Linked DNA regions of Anas platyrhynchos: region 2 is linked to region 1. The links are chromatin contacts, called in public Hi-C maps. All regions are on one chromosome and are shown on one strand. Each heading gives the region's core, a stretch centred on a gene start, on an enhancer-like site or on the middle of the called end of the contact. The rest is flanking DNA. Distances are from core to core; before and after follow the strand shown.

Region 1 (5,760 bases), core at 1,008-3,507:
GCTCCAGAAAAAACATGAATTTAATAGGCACAAGCAACACCAGAGATGTCATTTACCAGCTATGGATGGCATCGCATCTGGACTTGGTGATTATGGGAAGCCATTTGATAAAAACATCAGAACAGGCACTTTTTTTAAGGAGAGAAATTTTATTTTTAAGTGCAGTCTTTTTTTTTTTCTTTTTCTTTTTTTTTTTTTCTTTTTTTTTTTTTTCTTCCAGGCAGAGGTTTTGATGTTTTGCCCAGATTTGGCTCATCTGGCTCCCACCTCAGTGCCTGAACCTGTCCAAAATCCCACTGCTGTTCAGTGCAGGAGCATGGGGTACAGACCAAGGCAGGCTGGCAAGCAGGAGCTTGCCACCCAGGTCAAAACCAATCTGGGCTAGCAAGCATGCTTCTCCAGTAGCACAAAATGATGCTGGCTTTGTTCCTTTGCAAAAGGCACAGGAGGGCTGCCAGAGCATGATACTAAACCTGTCTGCCAAGGCTGGCATTTCAAAGCAAGAGTGCACCTCCTCAATTTTTTATTAAATTAAAAGAAAAAAAAAAAAAAAAAAAAAAAAAAAAAAAAAAAAGTCATGCTTGGGGACAACAAGAAAACAGACATGCTAGAGTTTGGCTTGCTTATGGGCTGGCTGCTGGTGTCAGCCTGGATACTGCGTGCTGCTCTGCTCCTGGCACCCTTTGCAAGAGCTGTGCTTTGCAGCCTCTCCTCCTGTTATAAAACACAACTGAGAGGCACAAGAGCCATCATCCTGGGTCAGGCTGACACAATACGTGGCTTTAACTATGATTGCCCAAGTCCTAAACAAAGTCTTAAATACAGGTTTTCTAATAAATATATAAAAAAAAGGTGTCATGCACTAAACAACTGTTTGCACATAGCCTTGGTGTTGCAATCCCATTTATCAAAGTGCCCTGAAGGTCATCCCTTGTGCTTCCAAACGTATTTGGAAGGTTTTTTTTCTTTTCTTTTTTTCTTTTTTTCTGTTGGCTTTCCAGCCAGATGGGTACCAGCGCTGGTGTGTGTCACCCCAGCGAAAACACCACCAAGGCAGCCACTGAGCTCTTTGTGGCTCCCCCACACCTCTGTGTTTTGCGGGGTTTTGTAAGGCAAATTCTTTTCTAGCACGCTAACCACTTCATGGCCACGCTCCTGGCCACTGCTGTGTGCCAGCCTCTGCTTGCTGGGGCGCGTGAGGCTCCCACAGTGCAAGCTGTGCTGCGCCAGACATGGGGCCTGCGGCTGGAGCTGTGCCCTGTCCTGGTTAGTTAGGCATTCAGTGCGGGCTCAGCCAGCTAATGAGATGAGAAAAGAAGCACATTTGATGTTAGCTTAACTGTACCGGTCCATTTTCTCCTTCCTCCTATTATCCCATTATTTTTTTTTTTCCTCTCTGACGCATGCACAGTTCTCATATTTTGGAGGAATTAACTTGTGAACGAAAGTGCTACATTTCATCAGTCATGCTATTTATTTTTTGTGAAGTCCTTTGCTGCTGCTTGCAGTGAAAAGCCTCTTACCATGCTATTATGTGAAAACGCAGAACAAAACATGCACCTTCCTACTGCTATTACTTTTTGTCTTGTTGCCTAAACCACCCTGGCAGGAAATAAGTTTCTTCCTTGGGGTAAAATGCTCCGTATAACAGTTTCACATCCCTGAAGGAGAAAGGGATGGCATTTCTCCAGCTGGTCTGGCTGTTTTTCCATCTCCATTTTGTTAGTTTAAAGATGGTATTTTGTAATTTTATGCAGGTCACTGGATAGGGAGCACTAGACAGAGGAAAGCCAAGTCAGTCAGCAAGTCCTCGCAGCACCTGCAGCAATCACCCCTCCAGGTGGGGGCATTAACTGTGCTGGACCACCTGTCTGCGGGTACACTTATGGCAGTCATGCCATGGTATGTTATGTTCAGCAACAGACACGAACCCCCAGAGCAGGGGGGTGAAAACTAGATGATCTTTAAGGTCCTTTTCAACCCAGGCCGTTCTATGACTTTCACAGCTTCACGAGGGTCATGTTAGAAGAGGTCTTACACAAACCACAGCTCTCTGGAAACTGCTGAAATAAAACGCTGGTGATGTCAATGAAAGGGATAGGGAAAAAAAAAAAAAGTGAGATTTTGGTATTCAGACGGGCCAACATTCCTGTACTTACTAACTTATTTGTTTAAAGGCAACCTCATTAGTGATGTCAAGCTGAGCTCTCCAGAGGCCTATCCTGGCAGCTGGCAGTGTGTTTGCTTTGTTGTAATGGTGAGATATTTTTAAACAGGGCCAAAGGAACTGTGCAGTGTGACCTTGCCTTGCACAAGCACTGCATTTTCAGAAGCTTAGGAAAGTATTTTTGCCCTTGGAAGAGCGCGTGCATATTTTAGCTCTTATTTCCAATATTGGAAATCATCTTTTCCTATGCAAGTGCTGTAACAGAGACGTGGTATCTCACAGGCAAACCTGGTTTCCATAAAGAAGCTGCAGCTGACAGCACACAGCCTGAGACCCCAAGAGACCCTGGCTTCCTTCCTCCCACTCCTAAAAGTTTCCTGTGTCGTCTTGCCAGCTGACTATTTCTGTGTTCCCGGTTTCTTTGCCTATTAGTAAAATGGCAGTGCGTCTCCTGGGGATGTTTTGTGACTTAAATCACTTGCTCTAAGGCCCTGGGATGAAAGGCTCCATAAAAGTCCAGTGATAAATACAGCCAAGATTGCAATTTAGTTAAAGAGCTTCAATTATTTATGGAAAGAGGAAATGTAAACCAGAAGCTGCCAGATGTTCATTGCACTCCTTTTGGAATACCCTTGTCAATAGCTTAGCATGATGTGGTGCTGCTGGGGAGATTTTTCGGCTCCCCGCCTCTTCGTGCATCTCCCGTTAGAAAGAAATCCAGACCAGCAGTTCCTATCTTAGCAGCTCTATGTATCGCTATCTGCACACCTATGGCCTTCCACAACAGATATTGACACAAATAAAATATCTGCTGGTGTTTACTCTGGGATAAGACATCCCCATTATCTTGCTACTTGGCACAGATCACGCGGGAGGAAGTATTTACACCCTCTCCTTTAAAACACAATCCAGCTGGGGAGAGAAGCGTGCGTCACAGGGATGGGAGGGAGGATTTATTGCATCCAAGTTGGAAGTATTTAAATAAATATGGGCAACAGCTCTGCACTTGGTGTTGTGTCTGTACCTCCAGGTCTGCTGCAGAACTACAGCCCAGAAAGCCACGGTGGCAGGCAGTGCTGGTCCCAGAGCAGGGAAAATGCAGAGCATGCACAATGTGCTGCCTGGGGCTCTGGGGTGGGCAAGGCAGCCCAGAGCCACTTCAGGTCCATGGCTTTACTGCCAAAAAATGAGCAAAACAATGCTGAAAACAGGAGTCACTCCCCCGGTCCCAGCACAGAGGTTATGCAGCTTGCAGTGCTCACAGCAACTGTCCTGTGCTGGGTGCACACTGCTCTCGGTGTGTCCTCCCTTTGGAGGTGATGATGGCTGAGACTAGGAAGGAATGACCAAAACCCCCCGTAGAAACCTCCCTTCAGAGACAGCCCTACCTAGAGCTTGTTCATGTAGAAATGACAGGGGGTTATTTTCTCAGGAAAAATAACTTTGGAGAGAAGCAAAGGCGCGTAGCCAGGAGACAGCCATGCTTCACTTGCAGAGGTCCTTCTAGTTGGCTTAGATGTTACAGATAATAACCAGGAGGACAGAAGTAGACCGCTAGGGCATGTGAAAACATTTCATTATAAATCAATCACGGCCTATTAACGATTGTTTAATTTCTTTTGTTGAAGTTCTTGGCACTGATGGTGGAGTCCTGCCTACCAAGAGCAGGCCAAAGACTATGCAGCGCCCTGTGCCATGTGTTCTGCTGCTCGGAGGATACTAAACACCTAGGGACACCCAAGTGTCAGATCCCAAATGGCTGTGCAAGAAGCTTTCCCATGAACAGAATCCAAACTTTTTTTTTTTTTTTTTCTCCAGGGAAGACCTGTTTGTGTCGCAGTGTGGCTGCCATAGCCTCAAAGTGAAACACAAGCCCTCTCCAGTATGGCCAAATTACATTCAGTAAAACCCCCATACAGACCCACATGCATATTATTAAGGGTGAACACGTGAACACACAAATCCCTCCCTTTTCAGACTCCTCTACTACATTTCTGAGTGGCACCTACATGGGCAGAGATGGGCACCATGAAGTGTGGGGTGGGGGAGAGCTTTTCTGCTGAGCCAGGCTGGGACGATTCTCCCTTGCCCTTTATTCAGTGCTTTTACTGGCAGATTTTTAAAGCCAGGCATAAGCCTCTCATGAATTGATTTGAAATACTGTGCAGAAAGCTTATTTACTGTTTCATTTACATCTATTTCCAGCCCTTTCCCCATTCACACGCTTGCTCTGGAAGGGGATGGCTGAAGGTGACCCTCCGCAGGTCACTGCAGCTCCCTCTCCTTACCACCTCCCAGCTCTTTACGTGGGATTTCATCGCTACCTAGTAACTCAATACACATGGTCAAAGTAGGTCGTTCTGAATTTAGTTACTGCCCTCCTTTTGTACAGACCCAACCTCCTTATGCTCCTGCAGCTATGCCGTGCTGGGCTCACCAGGGGACACTGCTGTGGGACCCCAGATCTCCAGACATTCCACCCAAGATCATCATCCTTACAGTGGACGTTGCAGCAAGCACTGCCACAGAGGCCGTAAAGTCTAAACAAGCAGCTCGTGAATGAAAGGTGATCTTCATTTTACCAGTGCAAAAATCGGGCACCAAGAGCTGGTGCATCCATCCCAAGCCTGTGGCAGACGTGCTCTAGCATTGTAACACTTGCACCATTTAGCTGTCAGCATAATTCTCTGCTACAGATTTGATTTCCCAGACAGATCTCTGGGCAGCAGGTTGGTACTTGAAATGTATTTGCTTTTTTTCTGTGCAGAGTGGTTACATATTTTTACATACACACTTTTGCAGGCCACTTTAGAGCTGAAGAAATCTGACAGATGAATCTCTGCCTGATCCACACGTGCAGAAACCCCAGCATATCTGGCACTTACACCACCACGCCTACACACATCACGCAGGCTTGAACATTGCTTAGTCCCCCGTTTGGGCAGTCTCAAAATACCTGTATAGATGAAGAGGCAACTGCCCCAGCACAGTGGGCTGATTCAGAGCGGAAAACCTGACTGGCTCTTCAAGGAGAAGGAGAGCTTGCAGAACTCAATTTTCCAGGATGTCTCTTAAACTAGTGGTCTCCAGGCTGTTTTGATTATGCGCCCCTATCAGTACAAGCTCTTTGAGCATGCACACCTGACATATGCACATTTATTTATAAATTATATGCTTATCCTGCTGTGCTAACACACCATGTACATTGCAAAACATAAATAGAAATTCAAAAAGGATGAGATAGAGATGAAATAAACACTATTTTTAAAACATTACATTATTTTTTTTGTTTATTAATGGTTCAAAGAACACGTTATTCCCACGCTTCAACAGATGGTCCTGTGCATCCACAGGACGCACCTTGCTCTGGGTGCCGCTGTCTGAGGCTACCAGATCACTGCAGCGAGCCATTGAAAGCTGGTTTGAAGGGGAAAGGGCCCAAAATAGCCCCCTGCAGCGAACATCTTCCTCTCCTCTAACCTGGGCTGGGGCTCCAGTCACCTTCTCCTGAGTGCCAGCAAAGAAATACTGCCCTTAAACACGTTATTCAGGAGAAGCACACATTTTCCTGGGAAGCTTCCAACTCTGGAGTC
Region 2 (5,760 bases), core at 1,156-3,655, 36 kb after region 1:
GAATATGTTCAAAAAAAGGATGCACGTTTTATGCTTAGCTTGTTATTCCACTAACCCTGTCTAGAGAAAAAATGACATTTTTGTCCTATCACAAGTCCATGATGATTCATAAGCAAACTTAAATCCTTACAAAGGAAGATTTATTTTGCTCTGCCCACCTCTATGACAAATCGGTAGTTTATCTTGCTTTACATTAACCCCGCATATCTGATGATTTGCTGAAAGAAAGCATACTTAGCTGAGCAGCTTTTTCAAAGAGATCACCCTCACATTTGGTATTTAACAGTATCGTATAATAATCTAAACACAAAGTAAATTTTGACATAAATTAACTGTATAGTATCCTGTTACACATATAATTTAGCCTTAAATAGACAAAGTATTTTGTTACAGTAATAACTAGTAACATAATATAAAAAACAAACTGCTGAAACACAATCCTGCCTCAGTGAGTTAAAAATTAACTGTAACCTGAAATACTTGGCATGCTTTTTAGGCCAGTATCACATTCACCTAAGAGTCCAACTTGTGAAGAAAAAAAACAAGTGGTTAAACCAAGGAGCCCACAAAACTACAATCACAACCAAGTGAGAGAAACTGTCACTTTGACAGAATAATTGCAAAACAGGGGCAGAGACACGTCCTTAGTGATCTGTGCAACCCTGGAAGTCCTTCTGTTGCCGTCATAGTCACCTGAAGCCTCATTTCTTTAATCCTAATACGTGTTTTTGTTTTGACGTGGAAAAGGAAGGGCCCAAAAGGATTCAAGAATTTGAAGGGAGAGGTGGGTGAAGAGCAAAGTAGTTACTCATTTCCAAAGTAGAAAATATTTTTTCTTCTTTGTGAGTCTTTCCCCACTATAGTCTTAGTGGCATAAGCCAGTTTTAAGTACAGCCTGTTTGTTTGTTTGAAGAAACAGCATGAAAACAAATATATGCTTGGACCGTACTACTACACAAACAGACAAGTGTTTACACAGCTTTACACAAAAAAAAATTACACAGTTTACACAAAGTTTATTAGCTTTTCCCATGTTCGTATGACTTTAAGAATTTGAAGCTTAAAATTAATCAATTTAGAAAGAAGTTACACAGTCACTGTTAACAAGGAAGTATGCTGAAAAAAAAAAAACCAACACAGTAGAAACACGGCTAAATATGCTTCATCTCTTACTCATCCATACGATGAGACTGGAAGAATATTTCTGGGTGCTCGCAGCCTCCTAAAGGAGGAGGAGGAGGGAGTTCTACCCCTCTTTACCACAAGGAAAATAAAGCGATCGACTTACCCTTAACGCTTTTCCTGTTGACATCAGCTCCCTTCTCGAGCAGATACTGGGCGATCTCCTTGTGGCCTTTGTAGCAGGAGATCATCAGGCAGGTGTGCCCGTGGCGGTTCGACACCTCCAGGTCCGCCTTGTGCTCCACCAGGTACTTCACGATCTCCAGGTGCCCGTCGAAGCAGGCGGCCCGCAGCGGGGTCGAGTTGGTCAGGGTGGTGTTGTTGACCGAGGCGCCGTGGTCCAGCAGGCACTGGACCACCTTCAGGTGGCCGGCAGCCGAGGCCGCCCAGAGCGGCGGGGCCCCCTCGATGGTCTCGCCATCGAAGTTGACCGAGCCGCCGACCTCGATGGAGGCGGCGCAGTGCTCCAGCAGGTACTCCACCATCTCAAGGTGACCGTAGCGGGCCGCCATCAGCAGCGGCGTGGCCCCGTTGGTCTTCTCCGACACCAGCACCGCCACCTCCTCCCGCGTCTTGCTGGCCAGCAGCTTGGAGAGCAGCCGCAGCTTGCCATCGCGGGCCGCGTTGAACACGGCCGTCTTCAGATCCATCGGGCCCCGCTCCGCCGCCGCTCTGCCCCCTCACTGGCGGCACCACCGCCGCCCGCCGCCTCCTCGCGCCTGGGACATGGGTTGGGGACGACAGGGACAACGACGACGACAGCGACGACGACGACAACAGCACCCAGCGGCCTGCCGGCGACCTGCGGAGCACGCAGACGAGTCGCGACCGGCGAGTCGCGACAGACACCGCCCCCCCCCCCCCTCAGAGCCCCCCTCAGAGCCCCCCGAGATGGCGGCGGGGCGCGCACCCCCCCGCTCCACTCCGCTCCCCTTCGGCTCCCAACCGCCGCCCAAGCCCAGCACCCGCCCCCCATAACCCCCCATAGCCCCCCATAATTCCCCATAATTCCCCATAATTCCCCACAACTCCCCACAGCCCCCCCGGCCCCACCGAGCCCCGTGAGGCGCCCCCGGAGCCGCCGTTACCTCCCCGCGCCTCAGAGCGCAGCGCCCCGCCGCGCCGCCATGACAGCCCGACCGCCAGCCGCGGCCCTGCCAGCGGGCGCAGCGCAGCCCGAGGAAGTGCGGGGGGGGCCGGCCCGCCGCAGCCAATGAGAGAGAGGCGCGGGCGCCCGACAGCCAATGGAAAAAGGGAGGGGGCGGGACTAGGCGCGGCGGGAGGGAGGGCTGCCCCGAATGGCGGCGGGCGGGGCCGGGAGGGGAGGGGAGGGGAGGGGCGGGGCGGGGAGGGGAGGGGACGGGAGCGGGGCCGCCATGGCGGGGCGCTCGCCTCAGGGCAGCGGCAGCAGTGGGCGGCAGGACGGGCTCCTCGCCTCACGCCCGTGGAGCTAGTGGGCTGCCCGGCTCCAGGAGGCATCAGGGGGCTTCCCGGCTGGAGCACAGCCCGGCAGGGCTCTGCCCTCCTGCCCCGCTCGCTCACAGCCCCGTGGCGGACATTTTGCGGCTGTATCCGCAGCCCTGGCTCCAAGGGTGTGAGGGAGAACACGGGGGGCACCACACAACGCCTGATTTTTTCCTCTTTTTTTTTTTTTTTTTTTTTTTCATACAGAGTTTGTACAAACTCCCATTGAAACCATTCTGGGACTCGCATTAGGTTTCCAGTCAGGGCGCCTGTTGTAAAGCACTAAATCACTTCACATTATCCATCCAGGTCTTTGTGTCCCAAAAGGGCAGAGGAGGACGAGTGCAGAGCTGTAGGTTCCCTTCTCTTCACATCAGGCCGCGCAAAGGAATGAACCAAAGAAAAACCTAACCCACACCTCAGCTCTTAGCTTAGGCACTGAAACCAATGCGTCTGTATTAACATGGAAATTTCTGCAAATTTTTGACCTTGCTTTTCATCGCGGCCCAGGGGCACCCGCAGCATGGCTGTACTTCTGCTAACACACATCTCCATGATGCATATTGCAAGGAGCCATGCTCCAGGTGCTCTGTGTAGCTCATGTCCTGCCTCGGCTGTACCCAGTCCCCTACACCAGCCTGGCTGAGGGTGAAATCGGGAACTGTGTCCTCAGGCTGGAGCAAGGGCTGATGAGGGTGGACACACACTGAGAGGGAGAGGTCTGGTCCCCAAGTACCTCATTTCAACAGGGAAATGAGCATCTCTGCCCGTGTGCCCAGGAGAGTAAGGATATCACATTGTTTCCAGAGATGTCAGCTGAGCTGAGCTTTTACCTCCATAACCTCCTTGAAAACCATTCCAATATTTTGCATGCTGATTTTCTGTAGTCGTACTGAGAACTTGGAGAGAGAAATAAGAAAATGATAATCCATTTAGTTCTAATTCTTAAAAATACTTGCACAGATCATGCCAATTTTCTATGCTATTAAACTATATATATGCACACATGCATGTATGTGTATATAATGGAGATGGTTTATAGGTTAACTTCCCTAAAATATGTACAGTGGTTTAGCGATGGAAATATACTGCAGGGAACAGGTGCTGTACCACGTGTTATGGGTATTTCTGAAAGGTACAAACAAGGCAAGCTTGCAGATGGCCTCATATGCGTGCTTTTTAACAGCCTGAAGTGTCTGCTGAAATATTTCCTCTTCTCTCTCTCCATGGTCTCTGGTGCTAATTCAAGGGCCTGAAAGTACATTTACAGAAGTTGCAGTTCCCAGGGATTCTGACATCTCTGCTGTTAACAGTGGTGGCAGATGTGCACCTAGCTTTAGGTCAGCATTTGCCGAGCTTGTCAAAACAGAATTTCCCTCTAAGAAAGCAAACTCAATTTTCTTCCTCTGCTGGCAACCTGTGAGGAGAAGCTGAACTAGCTGTTATTGTTCAGCCCGGAGGAAAGAAGACTTGGGAGGTGAAAGGAGATGTGGGGCTCTTTTCAGTGGCGCCCAGTGCCAGCACAAGAGGCACTGGGCACCAGCTGGGCACAGGAGGCTCCCTCTGAACACCAGGAGTGCCACTTTGCTGTGCGGGTGACTGAGCACTGGCACAGGCTGCCCAGAGGCTGTGGGGTCCCTCCTTGGGGATCTCCAAAAGCCCCCTGGACGTGGTGCTGGGCACCCTGCTCTGGGTGGCCCTGCTGGAGCAGGGGTTGGAGCAGTGGAGGTCCCCAATGACCTCAGCCCTGTTGTGACTGTGTGTTTCTGTGTCCTCCTAACATGCATTGTGAATGACCTGCACGCCTGAATTCGTGCATCCATTCATACACTCCAGCTAGCCTGTGTGTGACCATATGTTGCCTCTCTGATGACAGTATTCTGGCTTTTTGGGAGAGGCTGTGGTAGGCTGCGTAGCAGATCTGAAGCAGCAAAACCTGTAAATTTAACACAGCAGAAGTTGAACGTAACAAAAGCAACTGCCAAAAAGAAATTATCTCCCAGAGCAACATTTGCCACTTGCAAAATATTCTCATATTCATCAGTATGGTTGTTTCAAGTCATCAGTTGGCTAAGCTGTAGATAGCAAATGGGTTAAAAATTAGCCTGCTGTGCCCTTACCATGCCATTATTAGACAGAGCCGGTGATGCTCATGCTGCTAGACCAGGAGTGAACCATGCTCTGCTGTGGTGGGATCCTCCACCTAAGCAACACTGGGCATGCACAGTGGCTTCACATACAGGTGATTGGTGACACTAAACCTTTGCTCTGTTAAAATCTGGGTCGTGTCCCTGTGACACCAAGGCCTCTCGTGTCCCGCAGGCTATACCTGTTCTGGTATGTTACACAAGTGAAACCCCAGAGGAGGCTGCCCACCGTCTCTGCGCTGCCCTCCTTTACCCCATCAGTGTTGTCCTCCTGCTCTTTTCCCTCCTTTGTGCCCAGGCCAAGGCAAGGACAGGCCTGACAGCGCTGGTGAAGATACACAGAACTGTAGTTAATAAACTCACGAGATTTCGACAGTGGGTGGAATAGAAAATACATAACATCCTCTGCTTTCTAAATATAGAACAGACATTTCACCCACCATGAAGCCTACCAGGCTAGAGGTGGCATTTGGCAACACGCATATTCAGCTCCCTCAGCTCATCAGAGCAGCCCCCTCCACTAATTCCCCAGAATACTTCCAGAAAAAGAAGGGAGCTGAGGCAGGCTCTGGGGAGTCCCAAGCGTTGGAAGCAAGCATCTCTGCGGTAAAGCTACTTCCCCGCAAGTAGGTGTCAGCAGAAGGGGTAAACCAGAGAAATGCTGCCTTTACCGAACGCAATGAGGGACAAAAAAAAAAAATAGAGCACCAGGCAGCGGCCACGATTGCGACACGGGTGTGTGGTGGTTTCTGCAGGAGCTGCGGGGTGGCTGGGAGCACCCTGAGCATGCTGCTGCTACGCCAGCCCCGGACCTTGGCTGCAAGTGCCAGCGGTGCCCCTGCCTTTTAGCTGTCCCCAGCTGCCACCAGCAGTCAGCAGCAGCATCTTGCAGCTTGGACAAGGCTGGTGACAAGGGCCACCAGCACACAGCGGTTTCTGGCTGCGTGGGTGTGTGCAGGAGTGGGTT

The links. Hi-C and Micro-C count contacts between places; a contact is called where the count stands out from the background.
Region 2: a contact with region 1 is called in a Hi-C map of skeletal muscle, with 1.7 times the contacts expected there. The contact joins the promoter of FEM1C here to the enhancer-like site in region 1. A contact is called at or near these places in 3 of 8 Hi-C or Micro-C datasets (skeletal muscle and subcutaneous adipose tissue).

What each region holds. Positions count from the first base shown.
Region 1 is chrZ:64,023,599-64,029,358 of IASCAAS_PekinDuck_T2T, forward strand. It overlaps LOC140000614 (a long non-coding RNA gene), which reads left to right. Exons shown (of 3, transcript XR_011805674.1): 3 at 1-5,199. Among named protein-coding and RNA genes, the nearest start is that of FEM1C, 35 kb to the right of the region's middle. Within about 2 kb of position 2,258, at least 1 of the 8 cell types and tissues checked has an H3K27ac peak or open chromatin away from gene starts, as enhancers often do. A contact at or near this core is called in subcutaneous adipose tissue, where this site is marked.
Region 2 is chrZ:64,058,993-64,064,752 of IASCAAS_PekinDuck_T2T, forward strand. It overlaps FEM1C (fem-1 homolog C), which reads right to left and starts at 2,406. Exons shown (of 3, transcript XM_027446286.3): 1 at 2,271-2,406; 2 at 1,289-1,984. The coding sequence starts at 1,832.